Linked DNA regions of Mus musculus: region 2 is linked to region 1. Evidence: chromatin contacts called from public HiChIP or PLAC-seq data. All regions are on one chromosome and are shown on one strand. The core of a region is the stretch at or near the end of the contact, and the rest is flanking DNA. Distances in the headings are between cores, read along the strand shown.

Evidence for each region. HiChIP or PLAC-seq counts read pairs in DNA pulled down with a chosen protein or histone mark.
Region 2: an H3K27ac HiChIP or PLAC-seq map of heart atrium shows a contact between it and region 1, with 12 read pairs. The contact joins the promoter of Lims1 here to the enhancer-like site in region 1. A contact is called at or near these places in 11 of 39 promoter capture datasets (the 3T3-L1 cell line, the C10 cell line, cranial neural crest and 7 more), 1 of 15 datasets of contacts at CTCF or cohesin (the NIH/3T3 cell line), 25 of 484 Hi-C or Micro-C datasets (B cells, CD4 T cells, CD8 T cells and 16 more), 12 of 115 datasets of contacts at active chromatin or transcription factors (CD8 T cells, the HPC-7 cell line, bone marrow-derived macrophages and 6 more) and 3 of 9 other capture datasets (adipose tissue, liver and pancreatic islet).

The regions. Positions count from the first base shown.
Region 1 is chr10:58,338,999-58,344,891 of GRCm38.p6, reverse strand. It overlaps a transcript of Lims1 not described here. Among named protein-coding and RNA genes, the nearest start is that of Gm23058, 7.7 kb to the left of the region's middle. Within about 2 kb of position 2,956, at least 107 of the 459 cell types and tissues checked have an H3K27ac peak or open chromatin away from gene starts, as enhancers often do. A contact at or near this core is called in the HPC-7 cell line, adipose tissue, bone marrow-derived macrophages and 5 more, where this site is marked.
Region 2 is chr10:58,391,209-58,397,101 of GRCm38.p6, reverse strand. Lims1 (LIM and senescent cell antigen-like domains 1) reads right to left here and starts at 2,729. Exons shown (of 11, transcript NM_001193303.1): 1 at 2,502-2,729. The coding sequence starts at 2,683.

The DNA of each region.
Region 1 (5,893 bases), core at 1,707-4,206:
TAATGGCCAAATGGTAAGTGTGTGCTTAGCATACACAAGGCCCTGGGTTGTATCACCAGTATAAAAATAATAAAGGGCTTTCTTGAAGGGGCATCATCCATAAATACAAGGAGAGGGGGATGGGGGAGGTGGCTCACCAGGTAAAAGACTTGCCCTACAAGCATGACAACCTGAGTCTGATCCTTAAAACCCATAAAAGGTCCCAAACTGTCTCTGACCCCATTCCATGCTGTGGCACATATATGCCAAAACACACACACACACACACACACACACACACACACACACACACACACAAACGTAAAGACTTAAAGTTTCAAACAGAGCTCATTCAGTCGATCTATAATTCCATGGTATTTTGGAAGAAGCAAGTTTTCCTGACACTGTAAAAGAGTACTTTATGATTACTGTTAGGGTCTACGCTCAGATAATTTGCTCAGGTAATTATATGGCTTCCTTTTATTCCCCTTCCCTTTTCTTTCCTGTCTTTTTATTTTTAACCATTCCAAAAGCCCTAGGCATGACATTCAGTGCCTCTGGCCTTAGCCTACTTAATGGTTATGGTGTCCAAATACTGCTCCCAAAAGTTTCTGCCTTCTCCTTAAAGAAACAGTTCTGGTACCACTGTAATAAATAGCAAATGTGAATTTTTTTTTTATCAAATACTATAAAACTTGTGTTTAAGACAAAGAACTAAAATATTTTTATCTCTCCTACTTTGTAAGAATTTTAGGAAACTATTTAAATCCTTCCCACCCAATGAAACCTTTGCTTACTATCTTGGTGTTCCCAACACACTCTCTTGATCAAGAGTAAAGTTTGCCTTGTAAAGTGTATGACACTTCAGTTGGAGTGGTGGTCTCTTTCTTTGTGACCCGAACATATGTCTAATACCACTACTGAGACCAGAGGACTTTTAAGACTATTAAGCTACCTAATGGCAAAAGCACTGACCAAAATATCTAAAGGAACCCCTTAGTTAGGATCCGAATTAACTCATTTAACAAGATAACAGCTTCTCATTACTAGTCATAGCCAAAACATTCAAACTACAATTTAGCTTTTTAATCAAGGACATCCCCAGTCTGTGTTGAAGGTCCTACTTCCTAATTTGTTTTGTTCTAAAGCAGAAGACATAACTGATGGAGGAGATAAGCTCAGGAAACAGGTGAGGAGGCCGTTGCCTTACGGAGAAGAATTCTCTTTCTGAAGGAGCACTGAAGTTTCAGGGGCTTTCCTGCAATCATGGGTGGAAAATTTCCACACTTAGAAGTTCTTTGTTTTCCCATGGAGTTCCTTTAAGGGCAGAGACTTGCTCTGACTCTTCTTGAGTTTTTCTCTCTCATGTTCTCTCACTGTCTCTTTCTCTCTGTCTATCTGCATCCACCCTCAACCCCTCCACCAGATGGTCTTTTACTTTCCACCCCAATAAATCTCTTGCATGAGTTCTGCTGTGTGGTGGATCTCTGCTGCTTGCCCTGGCCCTAAGTACCCCCTCCCTCTTGTACTTCCAGAGCTAAATCCTAGATTGACTTGAAGAATCCAGAGCAAAGACAGAAAGTGGCAGATTGAACATGACCAGCAGAATAGACTGGGCCATGAGAGGGGAGAGATCGGGGAAGAGCACGAGAGGAAGAAGAGATGGGACCAAAAGAGACCCAAGAAAGCACACGGCTGAAATGGCAGGTTTTTAAAGAATCTGAAACTGGAGGAATAAAGCCCCTGAGCTAGAGAGGTTTAGGGTAGGGGGAGGGAGTGCGGAAGAGCAGAGAGGAGCCACAGGTACAAAGTGAGCTCGGAGGCCAGTGCACACTTCGTTATGCTAATAGGCACTTTAGTTAGCCTTTTATCCTGAATTTCTTTGGGACCTGACAAGAGCCCATTGGTAATGGCTCTGAGGGCTCTCTGACTTCCAGCAATACTTCATAGCAGAACAACTCTAACCCAAATGTTCTTAACTTAAATGTATTCTAACTCAATACTTTGAAACTGAACGAAAGTACTCTTTTAAAAAGTAGCTCTTAAGCCGGACATGGTGGCGCACACCTTTAATCCCAGCACTTGGGAGGCAGAGGCAGGCGGATTTCTGAGTTCGAGGCCAGCCTGGTCTACAAAGTGAGTTCCAGGACAGCCAGGGCTACACAGAGAAACCCTGTCTCGAAAAACCAAAAGGAAAAAAAAATTAAAAAGGAGCTCTTTGTGGAAGACAGCACTGTTTACTTAATAGTTCTAGCCCAAGCCAGAAACATGGGACTCTGTTCAGTGCCTTAATGTTTCTAACTAACCTCCAAAGTGAAGTCTATTATTCCTTTTAAGAGTCTCAGAATCGATGTGCTTTCTTCCCTCCCTACAGAAGGCATTACTGTTGGCATATCATCTCTTGTTTGGATTAATGAAACAGGCTTCCTGGCTTCTGAAGCTCCATCACCCCACCTACTTATGGCTTTCTAAGCCTCCACACACTGACTTCTAGGCTGGGCCTCAAATGTGTCAGGTAACAAATCTTGCTGTCTTGATCACACAACAAACAGCAACTTAGTCAACACAGATACAGAGTCTGATGCCGTCTTCTGGTTACATGACTGCTCATTTTGGTCAGTGAATCTAATTTAACTTACTCAGACTATTTCTCAAACCCTGGATATCTAAGTGGCAAACAAGACTCTGCAGCCAGACCAAATTAACTAAGGCCCTGTAGAAAAATTCCACAAGAACTTCAGAAAGACCAGGAGTTGCCTTGGTTGTTTGCTTTCTTCAAAGTTTTGGAATTCAGCTCTTTCTTCAATTCTGGGAACCATCCCACTATTTTCCACAAAATTCTTCCTTAGTGTTGTTTGCAATAGAGTCCTGTTATCTGTCACAAGGAAACTTAAGTAGCAGTAACACTGTCCTCTGCCCTGCTTCAGCACCCCCACGGCTCCCCCTCCCAGATTCTCAGGCTCCAGGGCAGCACCAAAGCAGCTGTGCTGATCTCCACATCCTGCTTTCTTGTTCCTCTTGGCCTCCTGCCTTCAGCTCTTCCTCCCTAAATGGCCTGTTTGGATAATTTCTACTCACACTGAGGGCTCAGTCTAGATGTTATTTCCTGTGTAGTTTCCCAGAGGGATCTGCCTTATTCCTCAGTAACCTAGCCCCAAGTACAAGTTACTATAAGTAGTAAATGTTACACGTAATATCAATATCTTTACTCATGCCTAGCAGAGACTGGTTCTCCACGAATACATCTCAAAGGAACAAACAAAATTAGAAACTCACATCACTCAAATTAGTATTCACAGTAGTTTAACAAAGTTTTAAAAGTAAATATAGTGGTATGTACCACCATACACATAATTCCAGCATTTAGAAGCAGCAAGGATCAAGTTCAAAGCCAGCCTGGTATAACTAGCAGGTTCCAGGCCAGGCTGTCTCAGACTTCTAAGTAAATAGGGAGCTGGGGAGATGACTTAGGAACACCCAGCTGTACAAGCAGTGGACCTGAGTCTGATCCCTGACATCCACAGAAAAAGGTCAGCATGACAGCCTACGCTTATAATCCCAGCAGTGGGGAGGTACAGGTGGATCCCCAGGACTTGCTGGTTAGTCAGTCTAGACAAATGAGCAAACCACAGGCCCCAAGAAAGGCCTTGTCTCAAGGGATAAAGTATTCCCTACATATACTCGACACTCCCTACACCATATATACACATACATAGAAATAATAAAACAAACTTGGAAGCAAGAGGCTCTAAGCATATGACACTGGCTGTATTTTAACATCAATAATATGCAAAGTCATTGCTCTATGTGTTCACAATTCATAAAAATAATCACCAACCTGTGTACTTAAACTTTGTGCCTTTTTTTACATTGTAACTTATATGCACTGATGAAAAGACTTTGAAGTACATTTAATAAGTGAAAAATTGGTTTACTGATCTTTTAGTTGAAGGTTGTCGTTTCTGATTTTGTGGGGGGGTTAGGTTTTGTTTATATATTTTTATATGTGTTTCTTGTGGTTTTTCCTTTATTTATTTTCATTTATCCTCTAAAGAGAGGGAAAGGTGTGGAGTTGGGCAAGTGAAGAGGTGGGGAAGGTCTGGGAACAGTTGTGGGAGCGTAAACTGTGATCAGAATATAGTGTACAAAAAAATGATTTTCAATTAAAAAGACCCCATATTCCATAACAATCAAGGGATATGTCTACCTAATCTTATACAAGTGTCAGCTGAAGATAGAAGGTAAAGGCATGTTTTAAAACATGAAGAAACAAATTTTTGAACGTAAAGAATGTTAAATAAAAGTTAATTGTGTGTGTGTGTGTGTGTGTGTGTGTGTGTGTGTGTGTGTGTGTGTGTTTTTCCCTGAGACAGGGTTTTTCGGTGTAGCTCTGGCTGCCTTGGAACTCACTCTATAGACAATACTGTCCTTAAACTCACAGAGATCTGCCTGCCTCTGCCTCTCCAGTGCTAGGATTAAAGGCGTGTGTAACCACTGCCTCATTTTAAAAAGTTAATCCTTATTAAGCTCGTTTCATATTTATGAAAATTCCTAACATAATTCAAAACTAATGCTGTAATATAAAATAAAAGCAATAATTTGGGGAAGTTATTAAAACTGATTATGAGACAATTCAAAAAGATTATTTTTAAAATTCTTTATGGAATATAAGTAATTGCCTATTTTGGACAATTAAAATAAATTCAGACTAAGCAACAAATCAAAACAAACTTCTGTAGTTCTCATGTGGTGGTTTGAAGGTGAATGGCCCTCATAGGCTCATATGGTAGACTCTTTGGCTCCTAGGTGGTGAACTGTTTAGGAAGGACTAGTAGGTGTGGCCTTGTTAGAGAAGGTATAGTATTGGGGGTAGGCTTGGAGGTTTCAAAAGTCCATGTCAGGCCTAGTCTCTCTCTCTCTGCCTACGGCTTGTGGATCAGATATAAGCTCTTAGCTAATGCTCCAGCAGCCTGCCTGCCTGCCTACTGCCATTCTTCTTAATGGACTCACCCTCTGAAACTGTAAACAAGCCCCCAATTAAATGCTTTTTAAAGAAGTTTCCTTTATTATGGTATCTCTTCACAGCAAAAGAAAAATAATGAAGACATGGGAAAATGGTTCAGTCAGTAAAGTGTTGATTGTATAAACATGAGAACCTAAGTCTGACACCCCAAACCCACATAAAAAAGAACCAATATGGTGGCACATACTTGCAGGAGGCAGAGTCCTGGGGTTCACTGTCCAGTCAGCAAGCCATAGGCTAATGCGACTCTGACTTACAAAAGAGGGTACAGAATACCTGAAGAACAGATAACAACAGAGGCAAAACACTGTGCTTTATCTCTAGTGGCAGGAAAGTCTCTACAAATAGCGCAGACACACAGAGAAAGGCTACCCTTGAAAGGTACTAAGCAAGAGTGCCACCAGCCCCCTACCCTCTCCAACCTTTTGCACCCCAGTAGCTTAATTGGTAGAACTTGGTAAAACATCTGGCAGTTTGCTTCATTTCAGAATAACAAGGTTTTTATTTTATTTTCAAAACAGGGTCTCAATATGTAGCTCTGGCTATCCTGGAACTCTAAGCCAGGCTGGCCTCTAACTCAGAGAGTCTGCCTCTGCCTCACAAGTGCTGGGATTAAAGATGTGAACCACTATGCCCCACCAGAATAACCAGCTTAAATACTTTGCTCCTCATTACTAAACAGTTTTCTCAGAGGCAGTTTAATGCCACAGAAACACATGAGATTTGAAGTGTTAGGATCCAGGTCTCCTTTTCACCTTACCAGCCACTGGCTAATTTGTAAGGAGATAAGGGTCTTCTGGTTTCAAATGGTTCTTCGAAAAAAAAAGGAAGAGAAAAATAGCTTGCTTTTTCTACAAAAGCTGTGGAGATTAAATAACATGGCACAGGAGA
Region 2 (5,893 bases), core at 1,480-3,979, 52 kb before region 1:
AGCCACTGGCGCTTCAGGAGCCAGGCAGCAGCTGAAGCAGACTTAGGTGAGGATTTCACATGAATAGCTATTTTGTTTCTGAAAGCTCTAGAAATGGAGAAGGTTCCATATGCTGAACAGTCACTGACCAAGCCTTTTGTTTGTTTGTTTTGGCTTGTTTTTTTGTTTCCAGAGGCTGATTCTATGGTGGAGTTCTACCTCTACAAAAGCAGTCTGCTCCTGGCATAGCTTCTGACCTTTCAAATATCTCATCAGTCTGCCGGCACCACTGCCAAGGGACAGATGGCGTGGAGAGCCTCTCACTTCACAAACACTTTAACCAGCGGCCTTGCTCTTAGCTCTTTCCAAGGTTAGCATTTCCATAGCAAGACTTATTCTTTGTCCACCCCAATGGAGGACAGCTCTACATCTGTCTTCTTCCTCAAGTGTTTCAAGACAATTCTGTGTTGTAACCTTGCCACAGTAACACTATGCTGAATCCCCACATTCACCATTCCAGATCAATCAAAAGTCTGTTTTAATTCATAAGCTCAATTAAGATAGGAGTGTCACTGAAGAGAAGGGAAAAGATTGGGCCCGAGAGAAAGCAAAGCTGGTGACAGTGCTTGCTGCCAAGCCTGAAGATGTGGGTTTGATCCCTGGAATTCACATAGAAGAAAAACTGACTCCAGCAAGTTATCTTTGACCTTCATAGTGTATGACACTCTCCCCTCCGCCCCCGCCCCAAAATAACACTTTTAAAACGTGAAAAGAGGCAGCCTTACTTCTGACGAACCTGGCCTAAGCACTGTGTATAGAGACTTCCACTTTGTCTTTTCAGAATTATTGTGAGGAGAGAGGATCTAGACGAACAGCAACGTCTTTAATAAAACTCTGAAGGGATCTGTGCACCCTCTTTTCTTACAGAAAGAGTGGCTGAGTGGAGAAAGACGCTAGCCCACATCCGCTCAGGAATTATCAGAAGCTGTTTTGAGGATGAAATAATAAAAAAATATAATCCCCTCTGGAAAGCAGAAGGTGCTACTAAAAGACACAGCACCATTATAATTCTAAATTCTCTCCAATGATATCACTCCTCAGCAAACTTAATGGACCTCCCCGAAAAGCTGAAGAACATTCTGGAATGTCTTGCTTTACTCCCACTTAACTCAATGATTCTCAAGGTCTGGGGTGACTGAATCTCTGGAAGTTCTGAAGTACCCTCTCAGCCATATCTCTGTGCCAAGAGCAGAAGCAGATTGGAAGGAGGGAGCTGCATCAAGAAAAATGTGCAAAAGTTTACTTTTTCCTCTGTATTACTAGCATGTAATATGTCACTTTTAATCGAATAAATACATATTTCTCATACAAGAAGTATTGGATTTCAATCTTTTTTAAAATGGTGCTGATAAAAATGCTATTAGCACTGACCTGTTTATATTCACTACAGCTACATTCCAGACTTAATTATGTTTGAAAACTCAAGTAGACTTGGCCAAGTGCGTAGGTAGATGAATGTTTTACACACATATTCATATATATGAACTCCCCTTAGTGACCAAAGCAGGGACAGAAAACAGCGACCGCGTGCCTCCCAACTGAGCTCAGGCTTCCCCTCCCTCTCACCTTGTTGGCTGGCAGTTGGTGCTCTTTTTTCTTTCTTTGAGACTGGGTCTCATGTAGCCAAGGCTGATCTCAAATTCCTGACCCTCCACACCTCCCAAGTGTTGGGATTACATACTCAGCTTCTCTCTTGCCTGACTCTCCTGTATTGTTCACATTTTTTTTATACTTGACAGTATTTAACAATGTATGAAGAAGCTATTTTTAAAGAGATAAGTCATTAGATTGGTTATACCTAATTGCTTAATTTTCCAGAAAATGTTTTTTCACTAAAAGTGTTGATGACAAAGAAAACATGGGAGCGGAGAGAATACATGTCTACAAAAGCCAACCAGGACTGATGTTACACACCCACCTCCATAACTCGGCTAACATAGGAAACCACAATCAAACCTTCCAATTTTTACATCTCATTTATCTCCACATGTGAAACAAATTTCCTACTCTTAAAATACAATATATAAAATTCTGTTATCAAATATCTTGAGAGTTTATTAACCACCTCAAATATTGATTATGGGATAAATCCCCAACAAAGTGTTTATCGATTAAATTTTTAGTTTCATATTTGGGAACTCTCAGAGTATATTTTTCCTGCTATAGATCCTGACAACACAAGTGCCAACTTCTCTTATGGATAACACAGTGAAAATGTACCATTATTAGAAAGATGAGCGCTGTCTATTCTTCCCAGGAAGGTGGCATTTTCCTTGACATCTAGTATGTCCTCTGGTGGAAGTTTATAAGACAAGGCAATCTGAGAACCACCCCCAGCCCTCCGTACACCCTGGAAAAGCCCTGCTAAATTAAAACACACTAGCTGGCTTAAATGGCTAGGAAATGCAGAACTGAAGATCTGGAGACTTGAAAGCCTGTATTTTAGGAGGGAAGAGACTCACAATTTCGCATAAAAATCACAGAATTCCTTGTAGACCTTTACGTCACTGTGCCTGCGCTGCAGGTTTGACACAGCCCTCTCGTCTTCATTCCCATTAGCTTCAAGGACGCTGTTAAGGGCTGTTTGGGGGATTTCTTCATTCTCTGGGATAGTGCACGGGCGTGCCCGTCCTGGGAAGGCCATTGTACAAGCTTGAGAGTTCAGAGTCCTGTGATGCCGAGCAGGATACAGAGAAGAGAAACAATATCCAGGCCTCCTGTTTCCCAGCCAGGGTCACTCCCACTGTTCCCACATGCGTCACCCAGCTGCCAGGGTCACTCCTGACTTTTCATGTTAAGAGCTCTGCAGCACAGCAGTCTGGATCTATTATGACTTCTAGAAGCTCCCAAAACCATTTCACGTGTTAGTGACAATTTGTGTCTGAGTGAGTCTCCATTTGGGTATACACAGAAATTTTTGAAAAGCTTGATAAGCTTCAGAAAGGACCTGTGAGCCCCTGAAGGGAAGCTCTATGTAGCCATTTATTATCTTTGTTCTTGATAAAAGTAACAGCATAGTAAAGGCTTCAATGAATGGAGCAGTGTAAACCAGACTAGAGTTTAACTGTAATTCTTCAATTTAATCCCAGCTAATCCTGTAACAGGAGAGTCACGGATTCTTCATGGTATTCCTGCTATATTTAGCTTAAACTACTACTGTCTTGTAATTGTGTTTGTCATGATGATAATAGCAACAGAGAAGCATGAGGCAACACAGGGTGCAGGGTTCTTCTGTGGTTCCATTCTCTAGTCCAACAAGCCATCCTACCCAAAGCAAGCACCTCAAAGAACTGTGAGCAGGCACGGCGCTAAGCACTGCAGGTCATAGTGATAACAGAAGAGCCATATGCCCTTTGAGAGACAAGCAACAGTTGAGACCTGAGTAACCGTGAATAGTGTCTCCTATCATATCACCATATCCTCTATGAAACAGGTGCTATTCACAAGTAAGAAAACCAAGGCCACAAAGAGGCTGAATAATAAGTGACAGGGCTATGCTGTAACTTCTATGAGAGAAAATGGCTGAACAGAATCACTGGGAAATAAAACAGGAACTCAAAACCAGTATATGGCAGGTACAAAATGGGACCAGAAGCAGGAACTGAGATCACACCTCCCTACTTTGAATCCAGAGATATCAAAATGATGAGGAATTCCAAGACTGCAGCCCTGGACCTGCTTGGACCCCAGACTGGTGGATGCCAGAAGAGGGAAAGCCCTAGAGACAGCTTCCCTGTGCAAATATCACCCTTTCCATTCATCTATACTCTCTTGGTTTTGGTTTCTTTTCATTAGGACAAAGTAAAACAGGAAGGACAGAACCAGACAATTCTTCAGCCTCGTGCTGACGGAGCATAAGCCACTCCTTCAGTTTCCTCTCTGAAGAAGGGGAAATAGAGCAGCGAAGTTGGGAGCCTGGCAGTGGCATAGCTGTTCTACTGCCACTGAGTGTGTAGCTACTGTGGCCACCAATCAAGCAGGACATGATCTCTGCCCATAGAAATCTCCTTACTGTACTCCTTAACTAATCTGTTTTTCACCTGTATAACGTGTCATTTGTGGAACCCTACTATATGTGCTGGCCGAAGGTTGGTTTTGTTTAGTCACAGTCACTGAGATCTGTCCAGGTTGCTAGATACGTATATGTAGTTTGATCTTATGTTGCTGCATAATATTCAGCAGTATTAATATATATGTAGTTAAACCATTCACTCACTGAAGATTTAAGTACTTCATAGTTTTAGGCTATTGCCAATGAAAGTTGTTTAGAGGCTTCTGTGTAAATGTAGATTTATCCTTCACTTAAGAGATGCTGAGAGTGAATCTGTTGAGCTATATTCCAATCATACTTTAACTTTGAAAGAGCTGCTAGGAGTGGGGGTGCATGCCAATAATACAAGCACTTGAGAGGCTGAGGCAGACGAATTTAGAATTTAAACCCACCACGGGCTCCACAACGATAAAGGCCAGCCTGAATTATACAGTAAGATTCTGTCTAATATCCACTTATCAGTGAGTACATACCATGTTAGCTCAAATGCTCAGAATACCCACGATACAACCCACAAACCATATGGAGCTTAAGAAGAAGGAAGACCAAAGTGTGGTTACTTCAATCCTATATAGAAGGGGGAACAAAATAATCACAGAAGGTAGAGAGAGGGACCTGGGAGGGGAGAGGAAAAGTAGGGCAGGGCCAGGTATTTGAAGGGGCAGGGGAGAAGTACAGAGGGTCAGGAAATCAAATAGAAATATGTAGCAGTGGGGGGTGGGGAACTGTGGGTAGCCACTAGAAAGTCCCAGCTGCCAGAGAAATGAGAGACTCCCAGGACCCTAGAGGGATGACTTTAGCCAAAATAAGAAACAAAGGGAAGATAGAACCTGTGGAGACCAACTCCAGTAGATAGGCACGGCCCCCAGTTGAGGGATGGGGCCACCCACCCATCTCAAAATTGTTAACCCAGAAATATTTCTTTCCAAAGGAAAGACAGGGACAAAAAATGGAACAGGGGTTGAAGGAAAGGCCATCCGGAGACTGCCCCACCTAGGGATCCATCCCATCTGCAGACACCAAACTCCACCACTATTACTGATATCAAGAATGCTTGCTGAGAGGAGCCTGGTATGGCTATTACCTGAGAGTTTCTACCAGCACCTGACCAATACAGATACAGATACTCACAGCTAACCATGTGACTGAGCCCGGGGACCCCAATGGAAGAGCTAGGGGAAGGACTGAAGGAGCTGAAGGGAATTGCAACCCTATAGGAAGAACAATATCAACTATCTGGACCATCCAGAGCTCCCAGGGGCTAAACCACCAACCAAAGAGTGAACATGGAGGGAACCATGGCTCCAGATACATATGTAGCAGAGGATGGCCTTATGTGGCATCAGTGGGAGGGGAGGCCCTTGGTCCTGGAGGCTTGATGCCTCAGCATAGGGGATGCTAGAGCGGTGAGGCAGAAGTGGGTGAGTGGGTGGAGAAGCACCCTCTTAGAGGCAAAGGGGAGGGGGGAGAAGGGGATGGAATAGGGGGGTTGAATGTAAACTAATAAAATGATTAAAAAAAAAATTCTATCTAAAAAAAAAAACCCCCAAAAAACCAAACAAACAAAAAACCAAAGACCAACTTTTATTTGAAAGGTCTTCGGATGTAGCTCAGTGGTAGATTACTTGCCTACCACCAGTAAGGGTGTCTTCCATTGAAAAACAAACAACAAAGATCCTCCACTCAGTGACCTTATATCAGATATCACAAGTTCAAAACCTCCCTCAGAATGTATCTCTTGTGTAAACTTATGACCTATAAAGAAATGTGATGGCCACAAATGGCTGCACCAAGAACCTAAAA